Regions from separate parts of the Mus musculus genome. Here all the other regions are linked to region 1. A link is a contact called in public ChIA-PET and HiChIP or PLAC-seq data. All regions are on one chromosome and are shown on one strand. The core of a region is the stretch at or near the end of the contact, and the rest is flanking DNA. Distances in the headings are between cores, read along the strand shown. Region 1 holds the start of Mdm1 (transformed mouse 3T3 cell double minute 1). Region 2 has its middle 4.8 kb from the start of Gm33677. Region 3 has its middle 36 kb from the start of Gm33624. Region 4 holds the start of Cpsf6 (cleavage and polyadenylation specific factor 6). Region 5 holds the start of Cpm (carboxypeptidase M).

What was found. ChIA-PET counts read pairs in DNA pulled down with a chosen protein or histone mark. HiChIP or PLAC-seq counts read pairs in DNA pulled down with a chosen protein or histone mark.
Region 2: an H3K4me3 HiChIP or PLAC-seq map of stem cell-derived neural progenitor cells shows a contact between it and region 1, with 5 times the contacts expected there. The contact joins the enhancer-like site here to the promoter of Mdm1 in region 1. A contact is called at or near these places in 9 of 39 promoter capture datasets (the C10 cell line, HPC-7-derived erythroid cells, cranial neural crest and 5 more), 5 of 115 datasets of contacts at active chromatin or transcription factors (embryonic forebrain, embryonic stem cells, forebrain and 2 more) and 2 of 9 other capture datasets (adipose tissue and liver).
Region 3: a contact with region 1 is called in an H3K4me3 HiChIP or PLAC-seq map of stem cell-derived neural progenitor cells, with 6 times the contacts expected there. The contact joins the enhancer-like site here to the promoter of Mdm1 in region 1. A contact is called at or near these places in 6 of 39 promoter capture datasets (the C10 cell line, the HPC-7 cell line, hippocampal neurons and 3 more) and 3 of 115 datasets of contacts at active chromatin or transcription factors (astrocytes, large pre-B cells and stem cell-derived neural progenitor cells).
Region 4: a contact with region 1 is called in an H3K27ac HiChIP or PLAC-seq map of thymic regulatory T cells, with 5 times the contacts expected there. The contact joins the promoter of Cpsf6 here to the promoter of Mdm1 in region 1. A contact is called at or near these places in 4 of 39 promoter capture datasets (the 3T3-L1 cell line, hippocampal neurons and pre-B cells) and 2 of 115 datasets of contacts at active chromatin or transcription factors (double positive thymocytes and thymic regulatory T cells).
Region 5: an RNA polymerase II ChIA-PET map of memory CD8 T cells shows a contact between it and region 1, with 6 read pairs. The contact joins the promoter of Cpm here to the promoter of Mdm1 in region 1. A contact is called at or near these places in 2 of 39 promoter capture datasets (embryonic stem cells and stem cell-derived epiblast-like cells), 1 of 115 datasets of contacts at active chromatin or transcription factors (memory CD8 T cells) and 1 of 9 other capture datasets (pancreatic islet).

The regions. Positions count from the first base shown.
Region 1 is chr10:118,140,047-118,144,096 of GRCm38.p6, reverse strand. Mdm1 (transformed mouse 3T3 cell double minute 1) reads right to left here and starts at 2,310. Exons shown (of 14, transcript NM_148922.3): 1 at 2,135-2,310; 2 at 1,133-1,247. The coding sequence starts at 2,152.
Region 2 is chr10:119,053,317-119,057,366 of GRCm38.p6, reverse strand. No RefSeq gene overlaps it. Among named protein-coding and RNA genes, the nearest start is that of Gm33677, 4.8 kb to the right of the region's middle. Within about 2 kb of position 1,961, at least 46 of the 459 cell types and tissues checked have an H3K27ac peak or open chromatin away from gene starts, as enhancers often do. A contact at or near this core is called in adipose tissue and stem cell-derived neural progenitor cells, where this site is marked.
Region 3 is chr10:118,968,779-118,972,828 of GRCm38.p6, reverse strand. No RefSeq gene overlaps it. Among named protein-coding and RNA genes, the nearest start is that of Gm33624, 36 kb to the left of the region's middle. Within about 2 kb of position 2,233, at least 10 of the 459 cell types and tissues checked have an H3K27ac peak or open chromatin away from gene starts, as enhancers often do. A contact at or near this core is called in stem cell-derived neural progenitor cells, where this site is marked.
Region 4 is chr10:117,375,030-117,379,079 of GRCm38.p6, reverse strand. Cpsf6 (cleavage and polyadenylation specific factor 6) reads left to right here and starts at 2,107. Exons shown (of 10, transcript NM_001013391.2): 1 at 2,107-2,241. The coding sequence starts at 2,182.
Region 5 is chr10:117,627,862-117,631,911 of GRCm38.p6, reverse strand. Cpm (carboxypeptidase M) reads right to left here and starts at 2,412. Exons shown (of 9, transcript NM_027468.1): 1 at 2,385-2,412; 2 at 2,029-2,191. The coding sequence starts at 2,188.

The DNA.
Region 1 (4,050 bases), core at 1,061-3,560:
ATACATCATTCTCACACATCATCCATAGAACACTAAGTACTGACCTATGTACACAAAATCCTTACCAAGCAAGGCCTCCTTCAACCCTGGATAGTGGAGCTTCCTACAGCCCACTTTGCAAGTTTGATTTGCTCAAAATTATAATTATTGTATATCTAAATTCAGATGTATTCATTAATTTAAAATCTGGTTTGAGGGCTGATAATATGATCAGTTGCCTTGTAAGCACAAAACCCTGAATTTAACCCCATAGGACCCATGCAAAAAGGCTAAGTGTGGCCGCATGCTCTTATAATCGAGCACTGGAGAGGCAGAGACAGGTGGACCCCGGGGGTTCTCTGGCCAGGAGGCCTAGTCTAACTGGTGAGCTCCAGGGCAGTGAGAGACCTTGTATTAAAATGAAGTGGGCGGCCTTCCTGAGGAGCAACACCCAGGATGGTTCTCTGGCCTCTGCATGCATACATGATATACACAGGTATACTTGCATTAATAAAAAATAAAAATAAGTTAAAGTAGGGTGTCTCAAAGCCTTGCGCCTCCACTGACAAACAAGGAGACAGAGGCCTACTCTCCAATATCCTAGCTGGTGAGAGAGAAACAGTAGATAGAACAGTCAGTCCACTCTTTCAATGTGCAGTAGGAAACCTTGGCCCGAGGGCTCAAATTCTCTGAGGTCAGGAGACGAAGCCTATGTAAGAGGAAGAACATGATTTCTGAACTCATGGCACTGACCAAAACCAGCAAGTTCCAGCCATGCCTCTGTTACCTACCCTTCCATTCTTCAAGTCTTTGAAAGTCCTCACCCTCAGGCTTGCTCCTCTCCGCTCAAACATTTCCAGAAAAGCCTCTTTCAGAACAACCAATCTCAGGCGTTTCCCCTTCAGTTTTACTATTCAACTTTTTTTGATATCATGCTATTTTATATACAACTCGATTTGATGAGTTTCTTTGTGTTTTTTGTTTGTTTGTTTGTTTTTGTTTGTTTGTACATAAGGGACTCTGGGATCGCAGTATAGCATCAATAAATATTTGCCAATTATACATGAGGCCAACACAGGTAGATTTTAATTGTTTTGTAAACAGAACCCAAGGTTTATTCAAGTTATGATAGCTATTGGTTTGCTCAACTTACCCAACTGATCCGATCTAAGTCCTGCCCATGAGTACTTTTGTCCCACTGAGGGATTATAAGACTCTGACAAATAGGACTTTTTCCACAGGAAGTTTCTCTGGTATTCACTCAGCCCCTATAATGAAAAGTGCAATTTGAGCACAGTGTAGTGAAGAGGTGTTTTAGCATCAGAAAGAAAAACAAAAACAAAAAAACCTCAACCTCTGAAGAGTGTTCTTGAAAGGCCCAAGAATGAGAATTAAACCCCAGTCAAGCTCCTTAATAATAGCTAATATTTACCCAGCCCTGGGCTAAGTAGCCCCTTAATCCTCACAACCACCCGAGCCAGACAAGCCGGAGTCCCTCAATGAGGCTGCGCTATAACTGGTTCTCTGATTCCAAAGTGTGGTAACAAACCTAAGTCCTCACTAGAGGTTTATCCTAAATTCATCGAGTGCATAATGTTATGGCTTTTAATAAAAGGCAATTAGAGAAAGACGTGTTCCCCTCCCACTCTGTCTGGCAAGCACTTTAGAATTAAAGAGTCCGGGATTACAGAAACACTGTGGCCACCTGTTGCGTGGAAAGGCGTTAGACACAGACAGCTATCTGGAACTGTGAGCAAAACCTAAAGCAAACGTGCAACTAGCAGGCTGCACACCTACCCACGCTCTCCTTTTACTGGGGCCCGCTTCCCAAGCGTTTAAAAGACCCGCGCGCTTTAAAGTTTTGCAGGAAAGGAGCTGAATGCTATCGGCAAGAGGAACCACAGGTGTCCTACACCGACAGCAGCCTTTCGTCCCACTGTCAAGGGCCCTCCTTCCGCCTCCGCTCCTGGCGACCCCAGACTGACGCCGTCAGGCCCCCATCGAACTCTCCCCACCCGCCCCTCCGCGCTGGGCCACCGGCCGGAGCATCCTCCGCCCCGCACAGGCTCCGGCCAGGAGGCTCGGTACGGCACAGGCGCGTCACGCACCCACCCCGCGGCGTCCCCGCCACCCGCCGCCCAGCCCCCGGCCTCACCTTGAAGCGCACCGGCATGTCGCCCTGCGCTGCGGAGCCTGCCCCGCCGACAGTTAACGGGAGCAAAAGCCCCGAGGGGGCGGGACGACGCGACAACACTGGTTCCCTAGCAAGATCCTGGACCCGGCGTCCCCGACGACGCGCCGGCGCACTCCGCGCCGCCCTCCCGCCCCGCCTCTCGGCCTTGCTCCGCCCATTTTGAGGCCTAAAGACCAATGGCAGCCCTCACCGTCATTACGATTAGACCAACCAGCACTCGTAAGGGCACGGCCCCGCTCCCTAATGGCGGGCGAAGAGCTGGCCAATGAGGATACCGGAGCTGCGGTGGGCGGAGCCCGCGGGAGCTTTGTTCAGGAGGCTGCAGGCAGAGTCCCCGCAGTGCGCGCACCGCAGCCTGTCTGTGTAGTGTGGCCGGGCTCGGCAAGAGCCTACCTCACTGGTTCCAGCTCCCTGACATCACAGAACGTGAAAGTGTGCCTGGCATTCCAGAATGCACGACAGAACCCACAGTCTCTTTGTCCATAAAGGAAATTGCCCCTAGAGTACCCGGCTGAAAAGAAGTTGCTAAGGAGAGAAGCGTTACACGAGCCTTGGGTCAAAAAGGATAGGTCCAAAAATACATACGACCTAGGATGATTCAAGTAAAGTTTATTAAGACCGCAAAGCCAACTCATCCTTTTTAAAAATAAAATTCCCTCTGTACACCAGGCTGGCCTGGAACTCAAAGATATCTACCTGGCTCTGTCTCCATAGTGCTGGGATTAAAGGCATGCACCACCAGTCCCAACATTGGGCAGGCAGAGCCAGGGAGATCTCTGCCTGGTCTACAGAGTGAGTTCCAGTATCGGGCTACACAGAAAAACTCGGTCTTGAAAGAATAAATAAAAATAAAATTCCATTTGACTTTTATAGGTTATTGCCCATCGTGAAACACTGCTAATTCTGAAAGTCCAGAAAAAAAATTACCCAGACATGCTAAATACATTATTTAGTCGATCATAATATACTATGTCCTGGGCTCGCTTTCCAAGTGAGAGGCATGAATGGGAAGTTTGAAGCAGAGTGGTCCCTGAGGGTAGAGATGATTAGAAGAGGCTCAGGGGTAATTTTCAGACTTGGCCTTGAAAATTACAACTGCAAGAAGAGGAAGATAAGATGATCAAGGCAGACATATGTCTGGAGAGAAGGTTGCCGGGGTTCTTCTAGGAATAATGAATTTACCTTTGTCCTGTGTTGGGATGTTCCCATCAACCCTTCCCAGTCCCTTCAAGTGCTTCCTGCAGACTCCTCTTCTTGGCTCCTAATTGATGTCTCCGATCTTCTTCATTATCATGGAGATAATTTAAAAATTCATTTGAAGAAGCCACCTGATATCTAAAACAGAGAGAATATTAAATAAGACCCTGTGCTGCCATGCATCCAGGAGACCTTTCGTTAATGTTAATCGGTGAGGACAGAACCCCAGTCCTGTGAATTAAAAATGACACAGGCAAGACACAGTGGAACATGAAATGAAACCCCCTGCAGGAAGCCAGCCAGGACCTTACAGGATAGGACAGAGCCGGTTCTGATTGTACACAAAGCTTTGTCACCACACAGTCTCAGGGGAAGTAGGTAGAAGAACATAGCCTGTCTGCTTAAAAAGGAACAAAGGCGATTGGGATAAAGCTCTGCTGGGCAGGGAATCAATGACAAGAAACGCATGTGGCCGTTGGTAAAGATGACTTGGTGACACCCAGCTTTGCTAGAGATGTATTGCAGGGACTCAAGGGAGAAATGTTTACTTTGTCACGGTTAAGCAAAAATCAACTCCCCCCACCCCCCACCCTGGGGAAATGAATCAAAGATATGGAATAAAAAAAAAAGGTTTGAACACTGAATAAATTATGTAGTCTCTGTGTTACCAACAACTCTTG
Region 2 (4,050 bases), core at 712-3,211, 910 kb before region 1:
GCCACAATACTGCAAAAGGAAATGCTCAAGAGCTTCAGAGACGAAAACGAAAACTCGACGAAGAAACGTTGGGTGGAAAAGAAGAGAAACGAGAAGGACAGTCCACGCGTGTAACCAATAAAGTGTTAGTACCCACATTTTCTCAAATGTTACTGCTCAGAACACCAGCGTGCTGAAAGATGCTAATGGGTGTTCTGTGATAAAAAACCAGTTTTGATGGTCAATTAAGTTTAGGGAAATGATGTGTTAAATCTGACCATGGGACTCGCTCTCTCTCTCAGCATGCCTATTAACATCTCCCGGGGCAGTAAAGTTCTTTGAGACACAGTCTGGATGGTGTTGTCTTTGTGTGTGGTGAGATCTGGAGAAAAATATAAGTACCCCACCCCCCATTGAAAAATGGAGTGAGAGACAATACACTAAAAAGAACACACACACACACACACACACACACACACACACACACACAGAGTTTGAAAACATGTTCAACCTTGTCAGTAATCAGAAGAAATGAAACAATATTTTGACTTTCAAGTGGACACAAACAATCAAACAAAAAAAGGGAAGTTGTTTTTTACAAGAACAGCAAGGGAACGTGCTCTTGGACAAAGCTAGGGAGTCTGTAAACAAACAGAGTTTTTCTGGTCATGGGCAAGGAAGGTCTTGAAAGCACGGGCATGACTTCATCAAGCAAGGTCTGAGCATAGACATTGATCACGAGGATTGCCCTGGGGAGGGGCTCCCTGGGGGAGCACCTGCATGGCAAGCCCGAGGACCTGACTTTAGATCCCCAGAACTCCGCGGCAGCCAGATGTGGCAGTGTGCACCTGCAATCCCAACACTTGTAGGGTGAATTAGGAAGTGAAGCAGGCCCAGGCGCCCAGGGACCAGTTAACCTTGGGTATGCCATGACAGACAAGAGACCACGTCTCAAACAAAGTGGAAGGTGAGGGCTGATACCCAAAGTTGTCCTCAGAACTCCACTGTATACCATAGTAGATGAGTGCTTGAACTTGCACACACAAATATTGTACATACACCACCCCCGCCCCTAACAAATGCACACAAGGTGATTATTAATACAAGAGATAACTTGACAAATATACAACAGGGATTCATTTCAAAATTATTCATAGTAGACAATCATAGTAGTTTAGCTAATCCAGGACATGATTATGCATCCTATCTCTCCACTTTTCAAAATCAGGGATGCTGAGAAATCACACTCTATGGGAAAATATCCAACTTTATACTTAGAAAAAATTTAGATTGCTAAACAATTTAAATCATTTTTTTCTAAGATAAAACTTAAAAGTCTGAAAACAGATTTAAATATTAGTGGTTCTTAGTTTTCCCTAGGAGTGAGATTTTGGTTAAAGTTTTATGTCCCTTACATCTTTCTGCATTGTCTTAGTAACAACAACAACAACAACAATAACAACAGCAACAAACAACAACAATGGCGACGACATTAATTTACGCGTCACTCTGAAAGTAGGAAACGGCGATTTCCGTTTTGAAACAGGAAGCTTATGTCTTATGGACGTAAGCGCTTTTCATCCTCTAACAGACTAGGTGAATCCTTTACCGTAAATGGAGCCTCGGGCTAAGAAGAATCAGATTTATGAGACGGAAGAAAAAGAAGCTTAGTAACTGGCTCTGCAGAAACAATAGATCTTTATAAGAAAGTTAGAGAGAGAAGGAATTAGCCTCATGGAGTTTCACAGCTGCATCAGCTGGTGGCTTGTCAGAGGGGAATCCTGGACGGTGTACGGAGCTTCAGCGGACGGCACTTCTGAGCTTCTTGCGTCTAACAGGGAAACAAATGGACATCCAACTGTGCTTTGGCAAATAGACCTGAGAGCCACCTTCCAGCGATTTCTAAAGAGAATCACAACTCCTTGTTCCTGAATTTGTGCAACAGGATCTGGGCCAACTCCTTCCCTCTTTTTGACTAACCCAAAATGAACTCCTTATGCAAAATCTGGAACCGCGCCAGCTTACCCAGTGCTTGGGGTTGTCAGCCAGCTGTTGGCAGCGCACACTAACTTTTTTTTTCTTCTTTTAAATGGTGCAGAAATCTGTTGCTTTACAGGCACAGGGAAAGCTGAATTGGAGGTCCTAATTTGAAAACACCCTGAGCCTCCTAAAATCAGACTAACCTCGAGACTCTGTCAATTTGCTTAGATCATTCATTGTGTTACATTAACGGTATTGAAACGAGGGGTCAGCTGTATTGTCTTAGGGGGTCATAGGAGAACTTCTGTCCTTGTTTATGGTCTGCTATCTTAGTGATTTTTTTCGTTGCTGTGATGAAAAATACCGTTGACCAAAGGGTCGTGAGGAAGGAAGGGCTTGTCTAACCCCACAGTACGAGGGGGACAGTCAATCATGGCCGCGAAGCTGCCAGGATTGTGTCTGCAGTTAGGGAGCAAAGGGCAAGATGGCTGCTGCTCAGCTGGCTTTCCCTTTTTTATTCAGTCTGATACTCCAGCTAAGAGAATGGTGCCACACACTTTTAGGGTGGGCCTTCCCTTCTCACTTCACCTGGTCTAGAGAATCCCTCACAAGCATGCCTAGAGGCTAGTCTCCACCGCGGTTCTAGAGCCTGTCCAGTTGATGATCATCAAAACCAGTCATAACAGGATGGAAAGGGAATTGTCCAGCAACCCCCCCTGGATAGGGGAGGACTTGATCGCCAATAAAGGGTTTAACCGTTCATTCTTAAATCTCTTCACAGGCAACTGCACCTCAGGATTTCTTGGGGTTCCCCGAGGAAGGAGCAGAGGTCAATTCCCTATAAGGATAAGGTTTGGGTCTCCTGTTAAGGTTAGAATTTGAAAAGCCTGCACAGGCTCTTGTTTTGAAAGCGTGCTCCCAGACAGCAACGCTATTTGGAGAGAGAGTGCAGCTATTAGGAGGTGGGGCTTGGGTGGTAGAGGCAGGTCCCATCAGGGGTGGGAGTGGCCTTTGAAGGTTCCGCCCAGCCAGTGATTCAGGTTCTGCCGTCTTCCTCCTGGATGCCCGTGAACAGAACTTTCTCCATGTTCCCCTTGCCTCAGAGAGAGCCACCCTACCATGCCTTCTGGGCTATGATGGATTGAAATGCCCGGAAACCGAGCCAAAAGAAATTGTTCCTTCCGTAAAGCGGCATCTGTCTGTCAGTCATTCATCTCGTCACGGTACTGAGTGAAAAAGTAACTAATGTCACCCTTATGTCCTCAAAGGGAGTTAAGTCCCAAGCAAGGCCGTTGGCGGTTCCTCAAGAGATCATTCCTAAGTCTCAAGTTTTTATTTGATTGGACAAGGAGAATTTACCACGCATAAATATGCGTTAAATAAGCGTATTAGCCAACTTCAGAAACACAGGTTTTGGGTTTTTTTTTTTTTTTTTGTTTGTTTGTTTGTTTGTTTTTTTTGTTTTTATTGTTGTTGTTTTGAGACAGGATTCCTCTGTGTAGCCCTGGCTGTCCTGGAATTTACTTTGTAGACCAGGCTGACATCAAATTCAGAAATCTGCCTGCCTCTGCCTCCCAAGTGCTGAGATTAAAGGTGTGTATCACCACTACCCGACTTAGAAACACAGTCTTAAACCACTCCTATTCATAGATTTCTGTTTTTTTTTTTTATTTTATTTTAGCACACAGAATAGGGGAAATGCACCTAGCTTTTTGAAGATTTTCAAGTTCCAGTTGAAAAATGTCGCTCTCCTAGTTCTTCAAAATAGAACGTGTCGGAAGGACAGCTATAGTTCAGGCAATAGGATATTCAAGGATGTGTCTCTTGTTTGTTCTCTCTTAAGCATGTGGGGTCGTGAGATAGTACAGCCAAATGGTCAAGGTCAGAAGCACCCCAAATGCTCCCTTGTCCATGCCGTGCCCAGAGATTCCACTGAGTCGTTGTAAAGATCAAACGAGGGAATGGTTGATAGGTACACAGCGCTGCTCTGCCACGGGCTCCCCCGTGGCACCCCTGGATCCCAACTCACTTAGCAAGCATCTTTGCAGAATCCTTGAGTATTTACTAAGGTATGTGTGTTTCTTTTTGTTG
Region 3 (4,050 bases), core at 984-3,483, 830 kb before region 1:
TTGGGGCCAGTCTTGGGCAACCAAACTGCTGGAAACTGGATTGGAAATCTTCATCCAGTTTCAGCCAAGTCTTTGGAAGGCCCTTAAGGACCAATTCTGAACTTCCTCTTGTTAATTTTTATTAACACGTAAATGGACACTGTGATTGTAAATGTTTGTGAGGTACAGAGCGCCATTTTGAAACACGTCCACTGTGTGAGCAGATCAGGGGAACTGAGCATCTATCAACTCACACCTACTTCTTTCTGTTGGAAAGATTACAAAAAAAAAAATCTTAGGCTGTTTGAAGCATCTCATTTGAAATGAGCTTTGTGGCTCCTTTGCAAAAACACTGCACCTGTGCATTGAACTAAAGCAAACAGGGAAGGCTAAACACCAAGGAAAGAATCCTGTGTATCAGGCGAAGCAGATGAAGCCTCCGCCTCCAGATTTAGTAAATTTCGCCGGTGTCGTGCATGTTTCCCTTTGAGGGCTGAAAAGTTAGTTTTTATGTGGCCTATCAAACTTTAATGTACAAACTAAATCTTTCAGAAGTCTTGTTAAAGGGTAGGTTTAGAGGCTGGGGATTGTGGCACACACCTTAACCTCAGCGCTTGAGTGGCAGAAGCAGGTGGATTTCTGAGTTCAAGGCCAGCCTGGGTCTATACAGTGAGTTCCAGGACAGCCAGGGCTAAGCAGAGAAACCCTGTCTTGAGAAACCAAACCAAACCAAACCAAACCAAACCACACCACCACCACCAACTTAAGAGTCATGTTTGGATTCTGTAATTCTGTATTTCTTCCAAGTTCCAGGTTAGGCTGAGCTGCTGACTAGAGTCAGAGGTAACTGGCAATCGGTTAGCACACCCCACTGTGAGTTCTTGTCATGTTTTGAGCAACATCCAGAATGAAAGAGGTGCACAAAGAACACCAGACATTTTGGACTCACAGGGCTGGTCTCTAGGGTTCGTGTTCACGTTAACATTCCACAACCTCTAATCAACTCTCGGTGTGCAATATATTACACCGCTTCACACCCAGCTTCCAATTCAGGAGCCGTGCAGAATCTTCTCCCACCCATGGGTGCTGATTTCATGAATGACAAGTAAGTTGGGCTCTTATTACACGGCACACATATCACCAGCTTTGCTGGACATGGAGAAGCAACTCAACTAATTAATTCCCAATCCCAAAGCTGAGCAAGTGGCTCAGAGGGCAGGCACACCTCCATAACCAGGTTCCCTGGAGACGGCTAGGGGGTACGTGACTTCCACTTAAAACTAGGATCTTCCCGCCTGCATCAGCACTGGGATTGGAGACAGGTGGATGAAAATAGAGACTACTGATCACTTCGTAGGAAGCATTTTCCCTACGGGATAAAAAAGTGGTATATTAGAAACGAGACTGGCTACATAGAGGAACAGAAATACAGCCATCTGGCTGCTCTTTAAATGTAGGCTTATAAAAGGAAAGGTATATTGGGTTTATTTGAATAATATGATTGAGATGTAGAGAAATCCAGGGAAGAGCTAATAGTAAAAAATGTCTGGACACCAGAAGACCTTAGATTTAGCACAGAGATCAGGGTGTAAATGAAGCAGAAAAGAGAAGCTGGCTAAAAACAGCCCCTGATACCACAGCCCTCGGGAGGGAAAGGAAGATGAGCCGCAATTGCTACAGTAGGTCCAGGCAGCTCCAAGGAGAGGAAAGGAAGTTTGAGCATGGACGAGCTTAGGGCAGACTCCTGGCCCTCATGGAAGGGGAGAGACACAGGCTAGAGGAGGGTTCCAGGCTTCTGTGCTTGGACCTGACATGGACAGGATATGGGAGACCACATGCACAGAGGCACCGGTGATGGGTAGCAGCCTCTGCCAGGACGCTTGGGGGCCCGATGCCCACAGGGTGACAGCAATTGGGGATGTGGATCTGCCCATAGATCTTCAAGTGCATTCGAGAACTTGGCAAGTGTGGGGCTGGGACTGTCCCACTTTGGGATTTTTTTTTTTTTTTTTGCCTCTTGAAGATTCTAAATCCGGTCACAGAGGAAGTCCGCAAAGGCAAGCGTCACACAGGGCGTTGTTTCCAGAAGAACCATGAGAAGAGGTGAATTTCCTTAATAAGAAAGACCTGAGATACAATGGGGAGAAAAACCTAGCGACAGATGCAAATGAGCAATTTACAGAGGAGGGCCTAGAAAAGCCTTTTAAGCAAACAAAAATACCCGACTGCTCTCAAGGCTCGACAATTATGCAAGTTAGAACAAAAGTCCCTTTTAGCTTAAATTGGCAAGCATTACACCAATGTAAAAATGCATCCTGCTGAAAACAACGGGCTTCCATGTGTTTCTGTCAGAGTAGAAATGGAAAAGCGGCCAGAGAACACCTTTTCACTACCAAGAACATTAAAAGCTCATATATATGTATAAGTATACATGAATAAATTATAAATATATAAATTATAAATATAACTAAATTACATATGTGAGGCATATACATAATATATATGTAAATGCCTTTGACTCAAATGGTAGGAAATGTCCCTGCGAACAAATATATGTATGTACAAAGATGCAGTGTGGGGTGTGTGTGTGTGTGTGTGCCCTTGAGCATTGTTTGTAATCTGAAAGCAATTACAGTATCCAACAACTGGAAACTGGTTCAGTTGATTATGGTACTTTCATATATATGGTTTATTACTGTGCATAACACTTGTGCTGGCAAGTCACACCTACAAGATAAATAGCCAATCAGAACACAGGATAGAACAGTGTCAAGAAGTGTAGGTTTTTGCCAGGTTGTGCTGAGGTGAATTCATTTGCATCCATGCCTTGGATATCTTTTAGGCTCTGCTTCAATAAGGCTATCACCTGATCGCACTCTCTAACTCTATCCATGAATGTCATGGGCATTTTATCTGTAGGTTTCCTAAACACCACGTTAGAGTGCAGGACACTGCTTCCTCTCAGAGCACAACTGTGTATCTTTTGGTACCTCCCTGTTTTAATTAGGGTAGATTAGATAGGAGACGATCCTGGAGACAGAAGCCTCAAGATCAAGGTCTAGGTCAGTAGTGAGTCCTCTCCCCTAGACTTTCAGAAATCTGCCTTCTCTGTGTATCATTACATGGCAAAGAAGAAGTGGTGGAAAGAGAGAGGGCCTCCTTCCTCTTGTCTTAAAAAGATGCTCACTCTGCCAAGGGGCCCTCACTCTTGTGAACTCATCAAAAGCTAACTACCGTGAAGTCCTCACCTCCAGACATTGTCACTCAGAGTGTGTTAGGCACTCAATGTGAAAATGTGGGATAGACACTCACACAGCTGCTAGCAGTGCCCAAGGGGCGTCCTTGATCACCAGGAGTTCAGCACTCATATGCCCACAGCCTGAAAGCAAGAGGTACTTGGAAGCTACCCCCAAAAGATGAGAGGAGCTAACACAGGCATGCTTCTGTTTCAGCCCAAGATAGACAGTTCAAAGACATGTTTTATGAGACTGTGGGTATGAATGAGAATTTTCCTATAAGCGCATATATTTGAATACTTGGTCTCTAGTTGGTGGAACTTTTGGGAAGGAGCAGAAGGCGTGGTCTTGGAGGAGGTGTGTCACTAAGGGCAGGATTTGAGGTTTCAAAACTCCAGTCATTCCTAGTTGACTTTCTGCCTTGAGGTTGTATCGTAAGATATGTGTTCTTACCCACTGGCTCAATGCTGTGCCTGTCTGCTAACTGTCACATATCTCACCGTCATGGTCATGTACTCTGACTATCTTAGTCTGTTGCTGTAAAGAGACACATTTCAAAGGAACTTATAAAATCAAGCATTTAATTGGGATAATGCCTACAATTTCCAAGGGTAAGTTCATTACCCTTATAGCAAGAAGCATGGCAGCAGCAGGAAGGCATGGTACTAGAGCCATAGCTGAGAGCTTACATGTTGAGACAATGCTCACAAGGTGATAGAGAGAGAGGGAGAGGGAGAGGGAGAGGGAGAACTGGAATAATGTGAGCTTTTGAAACCTCAAAGCCCACCCACCCAGTGACACACCTCCTCCACCAAGACCACGCCTTCTAATCCTT
Region 4 (4,050 bases), core at 858-3,357, 760 kb after region 1:
GAAAAAAAATGGAAACATTTTATTTATTTATTTATTTATTTATTTATTTATTTATTTATTTATTTAGGTCTTTTTGAGACAGGGTCCTTCTGTGTAGCCCTGGCTGTCCTGGAACAACTCACTCTGTAGATCAGGCAGGCCTCGAACTTTGGAGACCCCAACTGCCTCATCCTCCCGAATGCCACCACTGCCTGACATCAAAACATTCTTAAGATAGTGTGTGAGCAATCACCTGGCAGAGAAGTAGAAAGGATGGGGCCTCTATAGTAAGAGTGAGTCTGCTGTTGAGGGAATTATCAGATCTCAAAATGTAGCTGAGGGATAAAGCTGAGTTTTTGACTATTTTGGTTCTGGTTTTTGAGACAAGAATTTCTCTGTGTAGCCCTGGGACCACCGCTACTCAGCATTCATTTGACTTTTTTTTTTTTTTCCTTTCCCTGAGACAGGGTTTCTCTTTGTGGCCCTTGATCTGGAACTCACGCTGTAGACCAGGCTGGCCTCGAACTCAGAAATCTGCCTGCCTCTGCCTCCCAAGTGCTGGGATTAAAGGCGTGGGCCATCATTGCCCCGCATGCATTTGACCTCTAAGTAAACAAAATTTAGAGTCTAGGATTTTTCAACAGCGGTGGCCATCGTTAAGTCCCGTTTGTACCGTGGTCAATAGCGCTGGATTCTCTTCCGGGGTCAGGGTCTGATTCCCAGCACCCATGTAGTGGTTCATAAACCTGTCTAATACCAGTCTTAGTCGACTGATGTCCTTTTTTGCGCGCTCCCAGGACACTGCACACATGTGTAGTACACAGACTGTATGCAGGCAAAACACCCCGATGTATAAAAAAGGAATTTAAAGAAATGTTTATTCAGATTAAGAGATTAGTCTCTGTGACTGCAACCAAGATTTTACAGACATCTCAAGCATAGATGTTTCTTTAGGTTTTTGATGATTTCAGACCAGTCTGCATCTGGTATTTTTGTTATTATTATTATTTTGGTTATTGTTTTGCTTTTTTGTTAATTTGTTTGGCAGGGTGGGGCTGGAAGTGAGAGCAGTCAGAGGTGCTGAGTAGATCAGAGGACTACTTAAGAGGATTTGGTTCGGTTCTCTCTACGCTCCTTGAGAGCGCTGTGGGAACTGAATTTATATCAAGCACACAGGCAGCTGAGTGACCTGGTGAGTTTTTGAACGGGAAGGAAAGAAATAGGTGGAGCCGTTGGAAATGGAGAGAGATCTCTGAATCATATATCGGCGTCAAAAGGTGTGCACTTTTACGAGCCATGTAACCCCAGTTAAATAACTTATGCTCTACGAGTCCTTAGTTCTCTCATCTGTAAAACGGGATGTTTGGACCTCAAGCCACCGTTTTAATTTCCCTTCTAGCTCAGCATTCTGAATCCAGGAGTTCGTTGATTTAGGATACATCTGCTCTGTTGTACGTGCTCTAAAAATGAGGATAGAATCCTTTGAACGATGGCTGGAGAAAACCTACAACAGAGATAAAAAGGTAAAAGCAAGGGCAATGGGGGAGGAAGGGGGAAGAGGAGGATGTGAAGGAAGGAGCGGAAAAGATGCTTACAACTGCATAAAGATAAGAGATGCAAATATGCTATATGCAAATAACTCAAAAAATTCAGTTGTCTGAAGAAGCAAGAATAAGACATTGGCCAGGACATCATATCTCGCTTTTAATTGCGTACACATAACTCTCATCTCTCGAAACCTTGGAAGCAAAAAAAAAAAAAAAAAGTAGGAAAAAAATGAAAACGCAAATATATAAATATCTATCTCTCTCTATATAGATGTATATATATCTATATCTCTCACTAGATAGATCTCTCATCTATAGATATGTAGATAGATAAATAGTGCCAGAAGCAGTTTGAAAAGACAGTCTCTGAAAACAAGCGGGTTCCATGGCATGCGGTATGGCGGGGTAGCACAGGAAATCACGCCCCTGCCCCAGCCGCGGCTTAATCCTGCACACAAAGGAACGAGTTAGCGCCTCGGAACCGCCGCGGACCTTCGGCGGGGTCCCCCGTCACCAGCAGCGGGCCGCTGCGCCCTGGTCTCCGCCCCTCGGAAGTGACGTAGGGCGCCCCGCCCCCACCGCCAGATCCGCTGCTGCTGCCTCGGCGGGCCGACCTGCAGGAGGCGGCGGCGGCGGCGGCCGAGGCCGAGGGAAGATGGCGGACGGTGTGGACCACATAGACATTTACGCGGATGTGGGTGAAGAGTTCAACCAGGTACGTGAGGGTCCGGGCTCCGCCGCCGCCGCCGCCGCAGACTGTGCCGCGGCCCGGACGCCCGGCTGACCAGGGCCGCCGCGGGCCGCGAGCCGGCTTCGCTGCAGACCGTGCGCCCTTGGCGCCTCCGGGCCGCGCCGCCGTGCGCGACGGCCCCTCAGCCCTTGTTCTCGCGCGTCGTTTTGCGGGCCGCGGGGCTCTGGAGCGCGGGGCCCGGTCGCCCTGCAGCCGCCCGCCCGGTTCCTCCGGACGGTCTCCCGCTCCATTGTTGGCTCGGTGGCGGGCGCTTCCCGCCGAGCTAGGCCGCGTGTGCGGGGCGGGGAGAACGGGCCGCCGCGCCCCCTCCCCCGCGGCCGGCCAGAGGGGAAGCCCTGGCCCGGCCGCGCGCTCGCCCGCCGCCTCCATCCCGGCCCTGCCGCCTCGGGTTCCGATTCCTCCTCCCGCCGCTCCATTTTGTGTCTCTGTCCGCGCACGGTCGCCTCATGGAAGGCCGCGTTCACAGCCCTTTGTATCCCGCGCGCCCGCTCTCCCTGGGCTCCCGCTCGCCTTTGCGACGGGTTTCGGCGTGGCGCCCGGTTCCTTGCTCGCCGGTCCCCTTAAGGGAAGGCTGCTTAGGTTTGGTTCCATCCGCAACAAGTCATCTGACTTTTGGAGCCACCGATCGCATTTAAAAGTCGGTGCGTCGGCCCGCCTTGGTCATCGAGGGTTTGCAGTGCCTCCGAGGCCCAGTCCTTGGCCTTTGTGAAGCGAAATATCGGAGAGGATAAATGGCTTGCGCCAAAGACTTGGGAGCGCGGTGGCTGGACAGAACAAAAAAGATGGTGGTATCCTAGCTTAACAGACCGGAGAGACTGAAAGGGAGACCGGCCACTCGGAATCGGAATCCTGGGTAGCGTGCCTGACAAGTCGTTGTGAACGTGACTGTAGTTTGAAAGCGAAGTGTTTGCCCTGTGGGCTCGACTTCACGGTTTGAAAGGCTGGAGAAAGTGAGACGTGTAAGGTTTTCCGGTCTCACCCGCCTGGGATGCCTAGAACCAGCGTCTCATGATGAATAAATATCCTTGGAAGGGTCTGCTTGCCAGGGTTTGGATCGTCTAGCCTCTTACTGCCCTCTAAATATTTTTTTTTTTTTAGTGCATTTCCTATATTCACGGTTTTCAAATTTACACCCCACCATATTAAAAAATTCTAAGGTACGGATGAGAACCTGAATAAAATGCCATTGGTTTGTATGGCGTTTTCCCTCCATTGTTTATGACTAGGGATATAAGACTTGAACGAAACAGTGAAAACTCTTAAATCCTTACTGCTTCGTTTTTCAAGAATGACTGTGCTTTTGGCTTAAATGTTAGAAAAGAAAAGCAAATTGTCGTAGGATTTTAATTACTGCTGACAGAGTTTCTCTGTGTAGCCCTGGCTGTTCTGGAACTCATTCTGTAGTCGAGGCTGGCCTCGAACTCAGAGAGATCCGCCTGCCTCTGCCTCTGCCTCTGCCTTCCGAGTGCCTGGAGAGGTTAAACTTTTTTGACCTCAACGAGGAACTACTTTGTAGGCCTCTTTTTTATAACTGTAGCTTTTCGTTGACTTGGTACTTTTAGCATTGTATCTAATACGTGGTTGTGTACTTTTACAAGTAAAATCTTTGTAGGTTTAAGTAGATTAATTGGGAGATTTAAGTAACTTTTCCCAAAATACCTTGTTTGCAGCTCTGGATACTGAATGAACCCAGGGCTTTGCACATCTGGCTAAGCATTCGACCCTGAGCTATAGCCTCGCTCCGGAGGCATTACTTGTTACTGTTTTCTTCGT
Region 5 (4,050 bases), core at 1,163-3,662, 510 kb after region 1:
GGCTGCTGGTGCCAGCTTTATTTCTTACACCACAGTCCCTTCATCCTTTAACCACTGAAGCGCATACAAGGTTAAAGATAAAGATCAAGTAAGTCTACTGGCTTCCATTCACTCTTCCCGAGGTTTGAGTTCAGGTGAGCAGGCGGCTCGCAGGCGGACAGTCTCATACATCTGTCCTAAGAACCTTGTGTTTGAAAACACAAAAGCACACGAGTCCTGTGGTACTTGGACTAACAGCATCCCATCACCTTGGTAGTTACAAAATGATTGAACAATAACAGCAAGTTAGTTGCGATGTACATTTCTTTTATATTAATTAGTATTCTTAGACCTTCTTTTTCTGTTTGTTTCTTTCGAGACAGGGTTTCTCTGTATAGCCCTGGCTGTCCTGGAACTCACTCTGTAGATCAGGCTGGCCTCGAACTCAGAAATCCCAAGTGTTGGGATTAAAGGCAGGCACCACCACTGCCTGGCTTCTTAGATCCTTTAAATTTGCTCTACTCTAGCCCTTGGATAAATTATTTTAAGAGACTCAATCTAGATGCTGATTCAAGATATAACTTTCCATATAACTAACCTCCATACTTGGGGTTTGTGGTGATCAGAGGATTTCAGATTATTTCCTTTTTTTTTTAAGATTTATTCATTAAATGTATATGAGTACACCATTGCTCTCTTCAGACACACCAGAAGAGGGCGTTGGATCCCATTACAGATGGTTATGAGCCACCATGTGGTTGCTGGGATTTGAACTCAGGACCTTCAGAAGAGCAATCAGTGCTCTTAACCGCTGAGCCATCTCTCCAGCCCTTAGATGATTTCTGACACCAACTCTGGCAATGCTGCTTCAAAATAAAGCTTCTATTACACAGTCAAAGCTGTTTTTATTGCATTTTTAATATTTCTCTGTAATACAAGAACTGAACCATGACATTAACAGTTATGAGAAGTGACTGGTTGCTTAGTAATGTGGTTATGAGACTTCCAGTCGAGTCAAGAGATCAGTGCTAAACTGCAGGTCAGAACTTTTGAACACAACTTCCACAGCTGAGCCAAACTGCATGAACTTCAGGGCTCTTTCATTCCAGGCATTAAGTTTTCTGGTAACCACTTTTGTGAGAATCAGCGTAGTAACAAAAGATTAGGAGATGATGCTAGCTGCTAAATTTATTTGCCCCACCCAAAATGATCAGGTGCAGGTCCTGGCTAAAACTTCACCCTCTATGGCTAGCAGGTTAGGTTAACGATACAATGCGGAACACAAATGAGGTCTTGAGTTTTATCTCCAGGAGCTAGCTAGCTAGATGGATGGATGGATAGAATCGCCATCTAGGTAACTCGACCAAAATTCTTAACTTCTTGGATCCCCATCTACTCTCTCCACTAAGAATATATAGTTTCAAAAGTAAAGCAGACTAAGTGATACATTTGCAAATGCTAAGGAGATCATTCGTTGTGACTTACTACCAAGCAGGTGTATCCTTCAAAAACAGCCTTTAGACATAGACCTACATTTTCTCATAACTTTAAGCTATCGGGTTAATCACATATGTGTAGAACTCGACAAAAGTATGGCACTGTCTAGTTTTAAAATGACCTGAGGAATCCGTAGTTAACAGTCACAATCAGTATGCAAGGAAGCCAACAAAAAGGGAAACTGAGGAAGATGTTTACCCTGAAAAGGAACGAAGATACACCTCTCAGATAATTACTTCCCGATCCCCAACGGCAATAAAACAGAGGACTAAGCGACAATGACTCTCTGTAGAGAAACGACAATATATATATACAGTTCCTCTTACCGCTCTCCTGATGTAACAAAATTGAAAAAACAAAACAAAAATAAAAACAAAAAATCAACCAACAAACAACAACAAACAAAAGCAGGAAACCCCTGACTGGGCAAGGTGTGCTTTACCTGCGTGGAGCGCGTTTGGAGAGCCTCACCAACAGGGGACCAGACGCTGTCGTTCAACTTACTTTTGAACGCGGGTTGAGGGTTAGGGATGTGCGCAGGAAGCCACCTACCTCTCACAGATTTCCCGATGCTGTGCAAGTGCGTGATCGAACTGTAGTTCTGAGCCACGCTCTTTAGGAACGCCTCCATCCCTTCCTGGTGGTGATATCGGAAATCCAGGGCGGCCACCACGGGCAGCAGAAGCCCCAGCCACAGGCGCGCGCGGTCCATGTCCTAGAGATGGAGGAGAAGTGAGCAGCTGGGTCCGCCACGGAGAAGCGCGGGCATCGCCAGCCCCGAGTCCTCTCCGCCCTCGGGGGCACCTGAGCTCTACGCTCCCTCCTCCGAGGAGCCAGGTGAAGGTGTTCCCACCGGAGCCCCGCAGCCCGCCCGAGTCCCCGCAGCAGCACCCTTCCGCAAACCTCACCAGTACCAGGCGCGCGTCTCCGCCCGCCGGCGAGCGCTGGGCGCTCGGGGGAGTTATAGTCCGGACAGAGGGGCGGGCCCCGGGCGACACGCCCACCAACACGCCCGCTCCGCGCCGCTCCCGCCCCGTGGGGCGGGATCTCCGCCCTAGCTCCCAGGACAACGTGCCCTGCAGGGTATTGAGGACAGCGAGCGAGCCTGGTGGGCGGTGGGGCATGACCTGTCGGAGCCCGTGTTGGACGTGGGGCCTGCCCTCCGCCACCGCGGTCCCGGGAACGCTGCGCAGATGGTGCCCACGGTGGGCGGTGGGCGGGCCACCTGGAGTCCAAGCTGGGCCAGGCTTTCAGCCCTGTGCTGCAACTGAGAAAGCCAGGGAGCTTTCAAGAGAGAACATGTGTGTGAGCCTTACGTGTGCCGAGTGTGCGGTACAGGACCATGTCCAACAAAAGTGTCTAGTAGATAGCATTTGACTGAATCAGAGTTGAGTTTGTGACCAACTCGCAGGACAAAAGCAGAGCTGCTGTCGTCGCTGCTCCGTGGTCCTCAGGCCAGTTCCGGTGCTTCTGCCTAAAATTCTGCTTTCTGGGTGGAGGGGGTGACCTGTGTTTGCATTAAAGAGAACACAGATCGTGACTGGTGAGAAGTGGGTTCGTGACAAGGGGCCATCATGTTCTAAAGGGCACCACACGCACAGTCTCTCTGTCCCATGGATTTACATACACTGTTAAAGAAACACCGGCTCCTGCAAGGGTCTGGGGCAAACAAACTCGGAAAACTACCGATTTGTTATAACACATCTTGAACAGATTCTTTTTAAATAGTGACGGCAGGGACCATCCCAAATTGAGGGGATGGAATTTTCTTCCCAGTGTACAGAAGGAGAGGGTTTTTCTTAAAAGGGTCCTTGAGGGTAGGAGAGATCACTGAGAGGATTAAGATTCTTGGGCTGCGAATCTGGCTCCCGGAATTGCAGTCTCAGAAGCCATCTAAAGGTAGAAGGAGAGACCGACTCCACTGAGTTGTTCTCTGACGGCAACAGGCACAACGTGATCCTTGCTGCACCGCGCCCCCCCCCCCGCCCGCCCCTTACATACGACTAATAAAAGAATTAATGTTTTAAAGCAGAGGTTCTCAGCCTGTGGGTGGAGACCCCCTGAGGACATAGGGACTTTCACAGGGATTTCCTGAATAACAGATATTTACTTTGCGTTTCATAAGAGTAACAAAATTACAATGAAGTCACAACGAAATGGTTTTATGGTTAGGCGGGGGGTCAGCACAAAATAGGGAAATGTATTAAAGGGTTGCAGCATTAGGAAGGTTGAGAGCCACTGTTTTAGAGGTTTAAGTGGGGAGGGACACAGTGGAGAACCTGGGGTGAAGGACTGCCTGCCCTCTCTTACAAATACAGATGGTGTAAGGTTATGAGGTCTGAGGGATCTTCAAGGTCTCCTGTGATTTCAGGCAGTAAGTCCTTCCTCTGACCCCAGGACTATGTGAATTCACTGTGCTAGGCGTACTAAGAACTATGTAAAATGGCAGTCAATCTAACGCCTTGAATAAGGTTGGTAGGCACATCGTTAGAGCCATGACGTGTTTATTAAATACACCCAGCTTAATGAATACGTCTTTAAGGAGAATTTTCTGACGATTGGGAAACCTTAACA